Linked DNA regions of Neogale vison: region 1 is linked to region 2. Evidence: chromatin contacts called from public Hi-C data. All regions are on one chromosome and are shown on one strand. The core of a region is the stretch at or near the end of the contact, and the rest is flanking DNA. Distances in the headings are between cores, read along the strand shown.

The links. Hi-C and Micro-C count contacts between places; a contact is called where the count stands out from the background.
Region 1: a contact with region 2 is called in a Hi-C map of fibroblasts, with 9 times the contacts expected there. The contact joins the enhancer-like site here to the promoter of HOXA13 in region 2. A contact is called at or near these places in 2 of 3 Hi-C or Micro-C datasets (fibroblasts and muscle).

The regions. Positions count from the first base shown.
Region 1 is chr4:183,277,528-183,284,696 of ASM_NN_V1, forward strand. The region is part of intron 2 of JAZF1 (juxtaposed with another zinc finger protein 1); the gene reads right to left. Among named protein-coding and RNA genes, the nearest start is that of TAX1BP1, 160 kb to the left of the region's middle. Within about 2 kb of position 3,829, the one cell type or tissue checked has open chromatin away from gene starts, as enhancers often do. A contact at or near this core is called in fibroblasts, where this site is marked.
Region 2 is chr4:182,653,723-182,660,855 of ASM_NN_V1, forward strand. HOXA13 (homeobox protein Hox-A13) reads right to left here and starts at 2,122. Exons shown (of 3, transcript XR_006384145.1): 1 at 1,147-2,122; 2 at 1-428.

The sequences.
Region 1 (7,169 bases), core at 2,579-5,078, 630 kb after region 2:
AACTATTCAAGACTTACCACCTGAACAAACATAGGGCTCTTCCAGCAAATAAAGAGAGGGAAAGATTTGGGTGACCACCAATAACGGCAGCTACACACACTCTTTATGGAACCTATGAGGTCTACTGAAACGCTTTCAAGTGGGCTTGAAGAATACTAGTGACTTGTATTCCCAGTTATCTAGATGGAAGCTAAAACCAAGCAAACTATTAAAACCCACAGAAGTTTACCTTCTAGAGATCAAGCTCACCTTGCTTAAGAGATTTAATTATTGGGGCGCATGGATGGTTCCAACGCTTAAGCATCTGACTCAATTTCAGCCCAGGTCATGATCTCAGGGTCATGAGACAGAGCCCTGTGTTGGCTCCACCCTGCTCGGGATTCGGTCTCCCAACCCCTAGTGCATGCGTGCAGGCTCTCCTCTCCCATCCCCACCCCTGCCAAAGTTTTAATTACTAAGTTCTTCAAGTGTTATATTCTTTCTAAAGATTATTGATACTGCCCTCCGAGTGTTTCTGGTTCTCCAGTTTCTGGGCCCAGGATTGGGCATGGCCATGGGACTGATTTGGCCAGTGAGATATGCACCGCAGTGATGGCCCAAACTGAGAGTCCTCTTGCTACAGTGATTACAGATTGTGGTTCAAGCTTTATCAGACTAGGTTACTGAAAAACCAAAATGGACAGAATATTCCTCCTGAATCACACTGGATGTACACAGTGGGCAAAAAACAAACTTTGTGACAGTAAGTCATTGAGTTTTGGAAATTATTTGTTCAAGCAGTATAACCAAGCATATCCTATCTAATATAAAGTATACACAATTTTATTTTTTATTTTTTTAAAGTATATACAATTTTAATGCTGCATTTAGATTATTTTTTTCCTTATAGCTCAGACACCCCCTTAAAAATGCTAATTATCCTTCAAGCCCTGGCTCACATTACGTTTCATATTTTATCACTGCTCTGGCCCACACGTATTTCATGTGGACACCCCATCCTGACTACAAGAAAATCACAAGGATCAGTAATTGGTTATTTTCTAATTGCTCATCAATAGTAATATTACATCCCTTATTAGACTGGAGGCTTTGAAGGGCAGGGATCATATCACAGACATTATTGTACCCTCTGGGTAAAAGAGGGAAATTAGCAGCTTACAGACAGAATCTAGCTGAAGAGTAGAGCAGTCAATAGTTCACAGTATTTGAACTTTTCCATTATTTGCGTACAACGAGGATGTTACTGAGCATGTTTTCCCTGTATAGTTATATTGAACATCTGTGAGCAGAGCTGCAAGCAGTCATTAACTGCTATAATTTTTACCACCCATGGAAATTACCATTTCTCTGACTATATACTAATATTGACAATATACTAACTCATTGGACTATCAATTGGCCTGTTCACTGTAGCTTTCCCCAGATGAACTAAGGACTGGAAGAGAAACAGTGATGTTTATAACAGCCTTCCATCTTGTACAAGTCCTTGGAGCCCCTTTCTATTTGCTGGAGGGGATGCTGCCTGATTCAAGAACCCCTGATTCAAAATTTAGATCTTTAAATTTACTCAGATGGATTTTGTTTTTTAACATGTTTCATTTATATCAATAATCTGATTTGGGACTTTGTGAAGTCACTTAGGCCAGCCCTCTATCTAAAGATTTTTGCTTTCAAACCATGCAAAATACTAGAGTTCTTAAAAGGTAAGAGGCTCACTGAAGGTCACGGCTTAATAAATGATTGCGGTAGTACTGAAACAGAACCTAGCAAGGGGCAGCATTAAATACTCAGCACAGGTTGGGGGCACTACCCATCCTGTCACGTTGGGATAGGATATTATCCTGACGATAGGATATACGGTCAGGATGGGATATCATACTTGGCGGAATTACAACTTCTGAGCTCTCAGGAGAAATACTTTGGACCTGGCCCCAAGCTGTGAATAGGATCTAAAAAGGGAAAATGTGCGCCATACGGCAATAAAGAATAAAGATCTTTATTTTAAGTCAATCACGCACAAGCCTGTGATGAAGGTTTAAAAAAAAAAAAAAAGCAATTGATTTTTCAAAGGTAAATGGATTCAGTAGGTCTGGGGTGGCAGCTGAGACTGTACATTTTTGACAGGTTCCCAGGTGACACTGATGCTGCTGCTTTGAGAACCACTGAGTTGGACTACTCAAGTGCAAGCATGTCAACATGCCTGGAAGCACTACAGGAAAGTATTTTATTGTCAAATATGGAACCTCGCAGTGCCAGACAGAGCAAGTGTGGGGATATGTTCTATGACAGGGTGACAACACAAAAATAACTAAAATAATGCCCAATTTGCTGGAAAGCACACAACAGGTTTGGGTCAAGTCTTCAAAAAGAGGGGTGATTTAAGGTTACAAAAGGAAGGCGTGGGCTTGGGCTCCTGCTGTTGGATTACAGGAGGGCTCAGGAGGAATGTGGCTTCCAGAGAGCTAGGAACTTTCAGGGATGCCAGTAGTCCAATTCTACCTCTGCCTTTGGTGAAAGAATTAGAGTAGCTAATCCACTCAAGAAACACAAGTTGGAAATAGGCTTCAACCCTAAGTACCACTAATAACCATGTATACACATACTTGTTTACAGTAGTTAACTGTGTGCAAGCGTGTAACCGCATAGGGTTAGAATCCTACTGGACTGCCACCCTTAAAATCCTATCACACAGATGGCTCACAGGTATAAATAACTTAAGGCAAGTACCTCTGGTGTTTGAGGAACCAAAAGCCTCTGGCCCTGGCCCAGGACTAGTCAGGAGTCTTATGAATTATATCCCAAAATAAAGATGTTATAGTAACGTTTTGTACACTCAGTCTTTAGCTTTTTTCAAAACTTCAGCCTCATTTGGCAACTGATGCCTCTTGGGAAGCAAAATTACTTACATCATTAAAACTTCATCAAGTAATAATTTTATTACAGTTAACATAAATAACCGCAGTAAATAAGTAAAGGGTGATCAATTTGTTCTTGATAGCTCAAGGGAGTCATTATTTAGCTCTGATACAGAAAATCAGGACAATATTTGAACTGCAAACTACGCGTCGACTATCCATTTGGGTGTGTTTTAAGTTTAGCACATTCTATAACTGAACTCTATAAGCAGGTCGGCTTCAAAAACAAGGTCTCGCAGAACGGCTAAGTCTAAATAAATGATGATGTGTCATCTGGCAGGTCAAGTTATTTTTTCTGATTTCCCCTGCTTCCCTTCCTGACACCAGTGGGCAGAAGGAAAACCCTGTTGTAATGAAATGTAAAATGAAATTCTGCTCTGACGTGAAACAAGGAGGGAACGTATGCATAAATACGGAGTACCCCTTCCTTCAAAGTCAGCAGGAAGTGTCTTTAGCCTGTCTGGTTTGCCTCACCAGCCCAGGACAAATTTTACACTATATTCATGCGCCCCCCCCCCACCGGCCTCTACCACTAACAGAATAAGATACAGCCTGCTACGATAGATTATCATAATATAATGATTGAAGGAAAAATATATGGTATAATACAGAGAGGCCTAAATACCTATAAGTGGAAAAAAGCATAAATGACTGTTTTAATTAATTTCCTAATGTAAAACACAGCTGCAGTAATGTTGGCAAGTCTCACCCGCCTGTTTTAAATTTGTGACATGAAATCATACCACTTAATTAAGTCTTAATGCACAAAAATATATTTTATTTACTTTTTATGGAATATCAGCATTTAGAGCTTTCTATTTATGTGTGTAAACGCTTTATAAATTACTTGAAATGATTAAAAAAACTGACTACTAGTAATCGGCAGTTACAATGTACCAGTTTTGGTTTCAATAATGAAATGCCTTTTTGGTAGACTCCTGCTGCTACGTGAACTAGCTCTAGGCTATTAAAGTAATGAGTCCCGCCAGAGTCCTCCAATCTCTTGCTTGGTACAAAACTCAAGAGAAGGACTTTGCCCACAATTCCTAGTCTGTTTACCCGACTGCCACCAGGCTGACCGTCTGACTACAGGAACGTTATGAAGCCTCTGGGCTTACCCTCCCCCCTTCCAGCAAGTATGGCTTTATCCCTTTTTCCAAGGGAGGACTAAGAAAACGCGGTATTAGAGAGCCCTCTGCAGGCCAGAAGTTTCGAAGGCGCTTACCAGCATGGACTTAAATTTACAGTATAGTTGTAAAGCTATTTATCAAAAAGGCAGGCAGACATTGATTCTTCCAAAGGACTCACTTTAAAAACAAAAACAAAAAAACACTTCTGTCAACGCCTGCTGCCTTTTATACAGTTTCCTTTTATACAAACTTTCTGTAAGCCCCTGTGACATCTTCCTAAAATGCACTGCAAAGTATTAAGGACAGTATCATCATGGTCACCGAAATAATTCTTAAGATTATCTGTGAAGAACATGGGGCCCTGAGGAGTTCACTTAAGAAAAAAAAGAGAGAGCAATTTCTAGTACATCTGGGTTTTAGGGGTCAGGATACAGGGAAGAAACTAGAAGTTAGCTATGTGGACAAACGTCATGATTGCCTCAGCCGAATTTTCATTCTAGTGACTGAAGTGTATGCCTAGCAAAATCCAGTGAAAGTCTCAAGTGTTTTAGGGAACCGAGTACAAATTTTTACAGGGCATTTTATGTTGTGTTTTAAACTTTTTGGACAGAGCAAATATAAATCATTACTGAAAAAAATCCATACATAAAGATAAATATGAGGAAGTATATTGAAGACAGAACAAAAATAAAACAAGCTCTCATTTTCATTCAGATGGTACCTTCAAACCACATTTTATGTTAGTTGTAAAATATTCTTAAAGTCAGCAAAATAACCAACACATTTAATAGGAAATTTTTAAATAATATTTTCAAGTCAGCAAAAGTACTAACAAATTTTAATAGTGGGTGATTTTTTCCCCCCAGAACAGTCAAGAGAGTATTAATTTAAAAGAGGAAGCATTTGGCCACAATATTTCCTTTTATTGAGTTTCACCCGTGCCCGGTAATTCCCATAGTTCCTGGAGCACCCAGAGATACATGCTTCTCGTAATTCTCTTAGGGTCTGGGGTTGGCTCCCCAAAGTTCCTCTCTATGGCAGGAAGATGATACGGTTTACATTCATCTGGAAGCCTGGATAAGTGGAATAAATGGGAAGACATATGACGACGGAAAAGAACCCGATACTGTAGGTATTGAAACTTCCCTCCTCAGGACTTTTAATCAGTTAACACGATCTTTTTGAAGGATCTATAGGGAGGGTCAAGAGGCAGCAGTGGTCTGGGGCGAGGACCAGGGCTGCAAATGTTGGCAGTCAATCTGTGGCTGACTCTCCATGTTTCCCTGGGGAGCCTGGTGACAGTCTAACCAGCCAACTGCACACTCTCTGGTGGCTTGGCTGCTTTTCCCAAAGACGCACATTCAGTGTTGGAGGGTTTTCTGATCTCCTCGACTCCAGGGCGTAGACGAGACCAGCATGTTCTCAGGGTAATGTCAGCAGACGTTTTGGTTCCCGTAAAATGACTCTTCCAAATTAAAATCCCAAATTAAAAAACACCGAGCTTCCAGCTCTGTGGAGTTCAGAAACAAGTGCTCTCAGCATGAACTGTCAACAGCCGAAGTTAAAATAGGGCAGCTGCTGGTTCCTGTGGCATCATCTCCGCGCACCCCATCCCAACCTCACAGAGCTGAATGTCAGACATTATCCTACCCAGCCTGGAATCCGGCTGCCAGGCTCTGCCTCCTCCACTGGGGGCTTATCTCCCACCGGGAGGCTGTGGCCGACTGGATGGAGGCGCACGCTTCCCAGCAGATGTCCGGCTGCCAGCAATGGGAGCGCAACCAGGCCTGGCGCCGCCAACATTTACAGTCATTCCTCCCGCCCCCGCTCCCCACGGCCCCCCAAGCTCCCCCAAGCCCAGTCCCACCAAGGCCTGGCCTGCCAGCAGACTTGGCCACGAGGACTGGACAGGTGATGAGGATTAAGCCGAGCGTTATTTGCATATCCCCAACACAGGGAAGGAAATTAACACCACAGTGACATGATTTAGTGGCTGAACTTAAACCCGAGAAAGTCCTAGACCAATTTCTGAACACCAGGCAACTGAGGGAAGCAGATCTGAAATGCAACACATCTGGCAGGGACGGGCTAGTGCAGAGTTAATGGAAGAAACAGAAAGAAAACAATCAGTTTGGGTCCAAAGTGTTTAAAATTTACCCACAGAGTATGCGTGGGCTTTCTTCTTGGACACAAGAAATGCCTCCTTCACCTCATTCTTGCTGGATGGGGTGTGTCTGTGTGTGTGCGTGTGTGCGCGCGCACTGGTGCTGATCTGGGCCATTATCACTATCTGTGCAGGAAGCATTTCCAGACCCTGGCGAGGTCTGCAGTCTTGTTGCCTGCCATTAGCCTGCAGCCAAATTCAGAAACAGTCTGACAATTAGGTATTTCAGAAACAGAATGTATTTTGGAATTTTTTTTCACTATAATAAGTAGGAGCATAAAGACATTTCGTAAACATTTCACAAAAGTCGAGTGAATAAATAAAGAGGGAATTAACACCCGTCAAGTGTATTTTCATCTTCCTGAAGCCTTTTCTTTCTAGAAAGCCAGGAAGGGAGGTGATTTTTTTTTTTTTAATAGGAGTATTTAGACAACTGTGTCATCCAATGGAAGCAGGCAAGAAGGTGGCTCACAGTTCAATCTGCTGTTATATTAACATACCTAGAAAAGCAGATGCCATTAAAAGGTTATTATTTTTATGAAGCCAGTAAGGTTCCATGTGCATTCTCCGGGCAGATCCGCATAAGATGCTTTCACTTGTTTTCTGCTAAATAAGGAGTTTGCTCCCCGTGAGCACAAGCCTAGAACTGCGTACAACACAAAGCACCACACACACCCTAAACACAACACCCTCCAGTGTGGTATGCCTCCCTATAAAGTAATCAGACTACTTTAAGACAAATTCCAGAGCACATATAAAAAGACAGCGCTCCCCTCGCTCACACGGCCATCTTATGCAGCCCCATGGACCTCTGTCTACCACGCGGACATTACTCAAAAACATCTTATACCTTCTCCTCAAAACAACTTTGGGAAAAGCCTGGAATTTGGTGGCGTTTCACTGAGGGAGAAACTCTTGGTCACTGTGGAGCCAAAGGCCATTTGTAATCAAGTCTGGAGA
Region 2 (7,133 bases), core at 872-3,371:
AAAGAGTTGTAGATTCCACCAAGGAGAAAGAGATCCCCCTTAGGAAAGCAAAATGCCAGTGTCTTTCTCTTTCTCTTTCCCATTCTTCAATTATTATTATTAAGAATTACGTTCATTCTCTGGGCAAAGCCACCAGTTCTGAAGTATTTCTTCAAGTTGCCCTCTTGCTCCACTTTTAATCCATTAACTAGTGGTCTTCAGTTTGTTGATGACTTTTTTCTCTTTGACCCTCCGGTTCTGGAACCAGATTGTAACCTGCCGCTCAGAGAGATTTGTTGTGGCTGATATCCGCCTCCGTTTGTCCTTGGTAATGAATTTGTTTGTAGCATATTCCCGTTCCAGTTCTTTTAATTGCACCTTGGTGTAGGGGACGCGCTTCTTTCTCCCCCGCCTGTAGGAGCTGGCATCTGAGGGATGAGAGACCACGTCTGGAAGATAGGGAAGAAGGCAAGTTACACAGGGATCACACCCAGGCCAGGACACAGGCGACAGCTCAATCTGAGCCACCCCCCTTGCTGCGCCCAGCTGCCCTTTGCCATGCATTGCACAATCCAGCTTTCCACTACAATCTGGAGGGTCGGTGGGGAGGGTGGTTAGTTCTGCACTGAAACGAAATCGCCTAGGACTCCAATGACCACCCCAACCGGGCCATCCTGTCCGCACAGCGCGCTGGGTTCGCTTGATCTCCTGGCCCAGCGGCCCACACCTTAGCGCCAGGGGACAACACTTCTATGCCTGACTCCTCTCCGCACACCCCAAGCCCCAACACTTGATGCTTCTACAGTGAAGCCATTTCGAGAGCACGAATACGGGCAATTTGGGAAACAGTTTCCAGGTCAATTTTCCATCCTTAAGTCGATGTCAAGGGCTGGGGAGGGCGGGGCGCAGAGAGAAAAGGGAGCCCGCCAGGGTCCCACAAGCTTCTTCCCAGCCATCCCTCTCCCAGGGAGAGCCAGGAGCCAGCCTAACTCAAGGGTAGGGCGGGCCGCGCCAGCCAGCCACGGTCGGGCGCCCAGGGGTGCAGCGCCCCCCAGGACAGGCCGGGAGAGGGGGAGAGCAGAGGGGCAGGAGAGTGACCCGGGAGCGAGCGGCAGAGAAGCTGGAGCAGAGCCGGAGGACCGGGGTTGAGAAGGGGGCGCCATTTACCGGGCAGAGTGGACTTCCAGAGATGGGGAGGCTGCGCCTGCTCTTTAGGGCAGTACATTTGGCCGTTCCAGCCGTTGGGCAGCGCCCAGGGCTGGTAGCTTTCCATGGGAAGACCCAGGGGCTCGTGGCGCGACTCGCCGGGGCCCCCCAGGCCGGGCACCACCGGCATATCCAGGTAGCCAGGCACGGGCTGATGGTGGTGGTAAGGCCCGGGCGCGTAGCCTTGGTGGTAGAAGGCGAACTCCTTAGCGCGGGAGCTGAACTCATCGGCCGCGGGGCCGGCGGTATCCATGTACTTGTCAGCGAAGGCGGCCGCAGCAGCGGCGGCCGAGGCGGGCTGCGCGCACGACTTGATGGCGTTGGGGTGCGGGCCCATGCGGGCGCACGGGTAGTAGCCGCTGCCGAAATAGCCGTAGGGCAGCGCCGCGGGCCCCGACGAGCTCTGCGCCGCCGCCGAGCAGGGACTGCACTGCTTGGCGGCCTCGGCGCCCGCTGGGCCCGCGGGGCCGGGCCCTCCCGAGGACGACGCAGCCGCGGCGGCGGCGGCGGCGGCGGCGGCGGCAGCGGCGGCGGCTGCGGCCGACGGGGGCGCCTCCCCGGGCGCGCTGTTGTAGGCGGCCGCGGCGCCCGGCGCCAGGGGCGCCGGATGCGCCATCAGGTTGCGGCACTGGTTAGCTGCGGCCGCCGCGGCCGCTGCGGCCGCCGCTGCCACCGAGAAGTTGCCCCCCGCGGCCGCAGCCGCCGGGTGGGGGAAGCCCCCGCCCCCGGCCCCGGCCGCCGCCGCCGCCGCTGCCGCCGCCGCCGCCGCCGCCGCCCCTTCCATGTTCTTGTTGAGTTCGTCGGCCACCAAGCCACCGCCGTTGTCGTAGAGAAACATGACGGTGGGCTCGATCCAGCGGGGGTGGAGGAGCACGGAGGCTGTCATAGCCCGAGCCGCATGGAGAAGACCCCAGTGGCGCTGTTTTAAAAAGCCCCCAAGAAGTGAAGAGCGCGCGGCGCGGGGCCGGGGCCCGAGCGAGGGGGGCGGATCGCGCCCCGCGGGGTCGCGCCAGGCGGCCGCCCATTGGCCCGCCCCCACCCCGCTCCGCCCACGGCGTATGCAAAGCGGGCGGCTCCAACCCCGGTTCTGCGCTGTGCACCCGCGGTCCCCGCCGTCGCCCGCGCCGTCCCCAGCGCCAGCGCCAGCGCCCGCCGCGCGGCCGCGAACCATTCACCCAGGGGAGAGGCGGGGGACGCGGGCGAGTGGGGGCGGAAGACGGCGGGTGGGGTAGGGAAAGAAGGGCGGCCTCCTTGCAGCTCCCTCTTCCCTTCCTCTGTCCCAGTGGGGCCCAGGACAGAATTAGGCGGGGAGGGGACGGCGGCGCGCTGTTGCGTGGAGACCTGAAGCAGTGGGAGTAGGTCAGGTAAATCGGCGGACGGCTGGGGATGGGATAGAAATGAAAATGGGGCGTAGTCCAGGCTGGATGTTTCTTGGGGCCTTTGAAGCTGTTTTCTTTCCAGGTATCCGCGAGTCTTTCTGCAGTGGGACCGTAGCGTGGACACTAGCGCTTTCGGCTACGAGAGCGTCAAGATTTGACTCCCTCCAGGGGATCGTGGCGGGGCATTTGCGGATGCGCCTGGCTCATGGGTCCCAGGACGTTCCCCTGGAAAGCTTGGACTGTGTTTAGGAGCGCTCTCGGCTTTCCTGTCTACAGTGCTGGCGGGCAATATCATACACTTGCACTTAGGCCCATAGGGTGTCAGAACGACGCCCTCACACCCACACTGACATACGCACTCATATTCAAGTGTACTCTGATCAGACGCTCACACTTAGGTATAGAGACTGTGCCACACTCTGCCCTGATAACAACTTTTCCTTCTCCAGAGACTTGGGAGCAATCTGTGAGCAATATTCTCTGGTACTCCTGCATCTCCAACCAGGCTGCCCTGTCCTGAAAGTTTAAAAGGAACAGCCCCGGGTGCTGATTGGGACTCCCTTTCTAGGGCCTAATGAGGCTTCATAGATCTTGGGCTGGAGCCCGTTCTTCAGGCACATGGACACTCCCCATTTCACTTCATTTTGGAGCAGGAGAAGGGGGCTTGATGGAACTATTTATGCCTTCCACCCAAGTAGAACTGGGGAGAGCATTGTCTCCAGCCTGCAGAGAGGGTGCCCAGTCCTCCTCTGTCCAAGAACCAGCCAGAGAAGTCTTTCCTCTGTATCTGGAAAATGCAGACCCTTTCGTGAGAACACGGTGGGGTGTTGGTGGTGGAAGAGCCAAACAGCCATCATTTTTTGGTGGGGGATTCTGGGGGTACTTTGGGGTTGCTTTGGGGTTACATACTTCCATTACTGATTGTGGAGGCTGTGAGCTGATCAAATGTCCAGAAGGGGAACATACGTTCAAAGTGAAAGTGGGTGTATTCTACAGGAATATCAGGTTTGGGGAGAGTGCTGGACTCCCTTTCATCCCAGGGCGTTGGGATGGGCATCAGAAGTGTGGACTTGCCATCTCATTCCAGCTTGCAGACTCAGCCAGAAGCTCAGAGTGTTGCAAATGTCCCCAGCCCCTAGTCCCTGCCCTGATCTGCTCCCTAAGGCTCCTGGTTTTCCTGCAGAGCCCAGACCAATGAGGCTGGGCTCCAGCTTTTATCTGCCTTGATCCTTGGGTTTGCCGGGACCAATGTTTAAGTGCTGCCCAATAAAGCCTTCTATGACACCCCGTCCCATCATACATGTATGCAGTGTACCTTTTCCGTCCTGCCTTTTTAGTAGCTCCGGGTAAATATTGATCTGCCTCCAGTTTACCTCCTCCCTGAATGGCCATTTGCAGACTAAGGAACTAGCCTCTGTAGGGACTTGAATTTTGTGTTACTTTCCGGCCCTGTTCGCCCCCCTTCCTTCCTCCAAGTGGCATTGTAAAACTCACAGTGACAAAGAGACAGGATAGGGTTCGAGGCCCCAGTTCCTGAGGACTTGAGGACTGTTTTACATACGGGACAGACACGGCTAGAGGCCAAGGTCAAGTTGAAAGTTGCAGTCTAGCCGGTGTGAGAACTGCCATGCCAGCGGGGAGATTCAGGGAGCTGCCACAAGGCCCACTGCTCACCTTCCTTCTCTCACTCTTCATTCTTTTTTCTTTGGAATTACTCTTTCTTGCTCTGTTTGGTTTACCCAGTTTTGTTTTTTTCCCCCTTGCTTTTGTAAAGATTTTGGGGCGGTGTTTACAGACTCTTCTTCTCTGCCTCCACCCTGCTCTCTTGGCCCAGGCTTCGAGCCTCTTCTGTTTTCCAGCCAGACCCAGAAAAACGAAAACACAGCACTGGGAGCCCCCACCAGCCGGCGCCTGTGCCAGCTCACCTCTGGCCATGGCGCAGCTGCTGGTGCACACAGCGGCCAAGGCCAGCTCCACATTCCTCCCTCCCTCTCCCCACTTCACCGGAGACGGAGCCCTGGATGCAGAGGAAGGGCCCCAGCTCCACGGACTGCCAAAGTCGACTGGGTCCCTCCTCACCAAAAATGGTGAGACAAGATTTCATCTTGTCTGCTGAGAAGCAACAAGCAGGTTTGTCTGGGAGGGACTGGCGCTGCGGGAAGATTTTGGTTTGCATCTCGAATTAGGTTTTGCTCCCGAAACTTGTCGGCTCCTGAATTATTTATTGAGCTTTGCGGTAGATCTCTAGCGATCAAGTAATTTGGATATTTTCTTAGTTTCCCATATCTTTCTATCAACTTATAAACACTTTTAAGGCATGGTTACTTAGAGGGAGGCAGCCTGCTTGTTCCCTTTTTTGTCTTGGATCTCGATATATATATGCAATGATTTTTTTTTTTAAAACCAAGCAAGTCAATGGCGTCCTGGTGTGCCTTCACTGTTTTTAAATCTGCAGGTCCTGTTGGATGTCCGGTTGTAGCCACCGACCAGTGGGGATAGTTTCTAGAATTTGAATGAGTTCTGTGAATAATTTTGGGTCTTAGTTTCTAGAATTTCTACTCTCTTTGAAACAAGAAAATCTCTCTCCTTCCGTGTCCGTTGGCCAGGGAAATATGAGATTCATTAATGATTCCTAATACTATTTCTTTACCTCTTAGCTCTTCCAGACAGCCACCAAACTGGTTTTCTGTGGGAAAAGAAATGTTGAAGGGCAGTGAAGAAGTGTGTGGTGAAGGGGTGTGCCTTGGAAGCAAGCACAGATTCTCCTAAAGTTCTTCCTCTTTTTCTAAAGGCGAGATCAAGACTCACTTGCCTGCAAAGCTAGTTGGGTCTGATCCTCTGAAGCCATCTCTCTGCTTTTTTTTTGTCTGTCAGGCTCATGGATAGCCCTGTAGGGAGGCACCATCAACCTGAATCTTGGAGATGGCAATTTTATTCTCAGACTCTTTGTGGGCTAGGCTGGGGACGTCAGGGTACCCACTGGGATCTGCATCTGCGGGCACAGTGGCCATTGAGCAACAGGGCGGCAGGAGTAGAGTTAGGCTTTGTCTGGGGCTCCCTGATTTCTTCCGGAGGAGCCCTGAGTGGGCAGCATGGGCAAGATCAGAGGGCGGCATCTTAGTGGTTTGGCCTTTGTTCCAGGAGCTGCCAGACCCCTTCCCTTGCCAGATCCTTGGCAGGCATGGCTTCTAACCTCCTAGTGCAGGCCAGGGTGCCCTGCAGGGTTTTGGCTGCCCTGGAACCTCCTGCTGAAGAAAGAGACCTTGGCTGTGTGTTTTTGGGCGGTGGGAGGTGATGGTATTCGCTGCCAGCTTGGGTCACAGAGCCCTGGGTTTTCAGGGTTGGACGAGAAAAGGACAAAAGGAAACCAGGTTTTAATCGAGTTTGATTTTCACTAGCAAATGAAATTTACCTGCTCTCACTTTAACTTGGAGGAGGCTGTCAGCACTAGTCCCTGGCACTGTTTCTCTGCATCCATCCAGCATTAGGATAAACATTCCTCCCCTGGTTTTAAAGACACTTTGTATTTCAGGATATTCATGTGTTTCTAATGTATCCAAGCAGCTTTACGAGCTGCATTTGCAGAACATCTTAACCCTCTCTCTCCCACCGCAGGAGGGGTGGGGGGCATGGAGATAATGGCAAAGGAAGAAAGATCCAAAGGGGGGAGTGGAAATGGCTGAGGAGCTGAGGCTGGCTAAGAGAGAAAGAGAACAAGAGAAGGAAAAACACCCAAACCTAATCGTATCTCAGAATCTGTGGTTGACCAGACTGCTTAAGAAAAAGACAAGTGGGGCTGCTCTGTTCGTGGTGGGCTTTGGGGCTTGCCCAACAGGGCAGAAGCTTAAGGAGGAAGGGTAGGTTCTGAAGAAACTTAGCTGGCCAGTAGGCAGAGAAATGGCGCCTCCAGAGTCACTTGCTCAAGCTCTCACTCCAGATTTTTTGTGCATTTGAAGCATTAATGAAGCAGCAAAAGACCCAAACTGTAGGGACAGTTTTGGACTGTGGGAAGTCACCTGGTACTGGTGATGACCAGATGCTGACACGGAGAAAATTGGAGAAAGTGCAAGGTCCAGAAAAATCCACATAGACTCCAACTTGCCTTTAAGATCTCACCCCAGTGAGCTTTGATGAGGGCAAGTTTTTGGAGGAATAGCTCTCCTCCTGCCTCAGGTGGGTTTCTTCCAGCCCCAGGCCTTCGAAGCCACCAGGGCACAGCACCTGGCAAAAGCAGAAGCCCAGGGAGGACCCCATTCATAGCGCTGCCCTGCAGTGTTTCCCCCAGAAAGTCCCAAAACAGGAAAGTCTCCGTTCCCCCTTTAGAACAACCAGTCCCAGGTCCCAGCCTCCCTGGAGGAGCAATTCCCCCCTGCACAGTGCCAGCCATCAGAGCCCCTACTCCCACGGTTGGCGCAAACTTGGAGCGAAGGGAGCATTGCCGCCTCTGAGGTCCGCCTCCCTCGCGCTCAGCGAGGACTGGGTGATTCTGCGGCTGGTGGTGGTGTGGTGAGGGGAGACCGCCTGCCCCGAGGGGGCCAACGCTCTCCTCTTGACTGGATCTGGAAACTC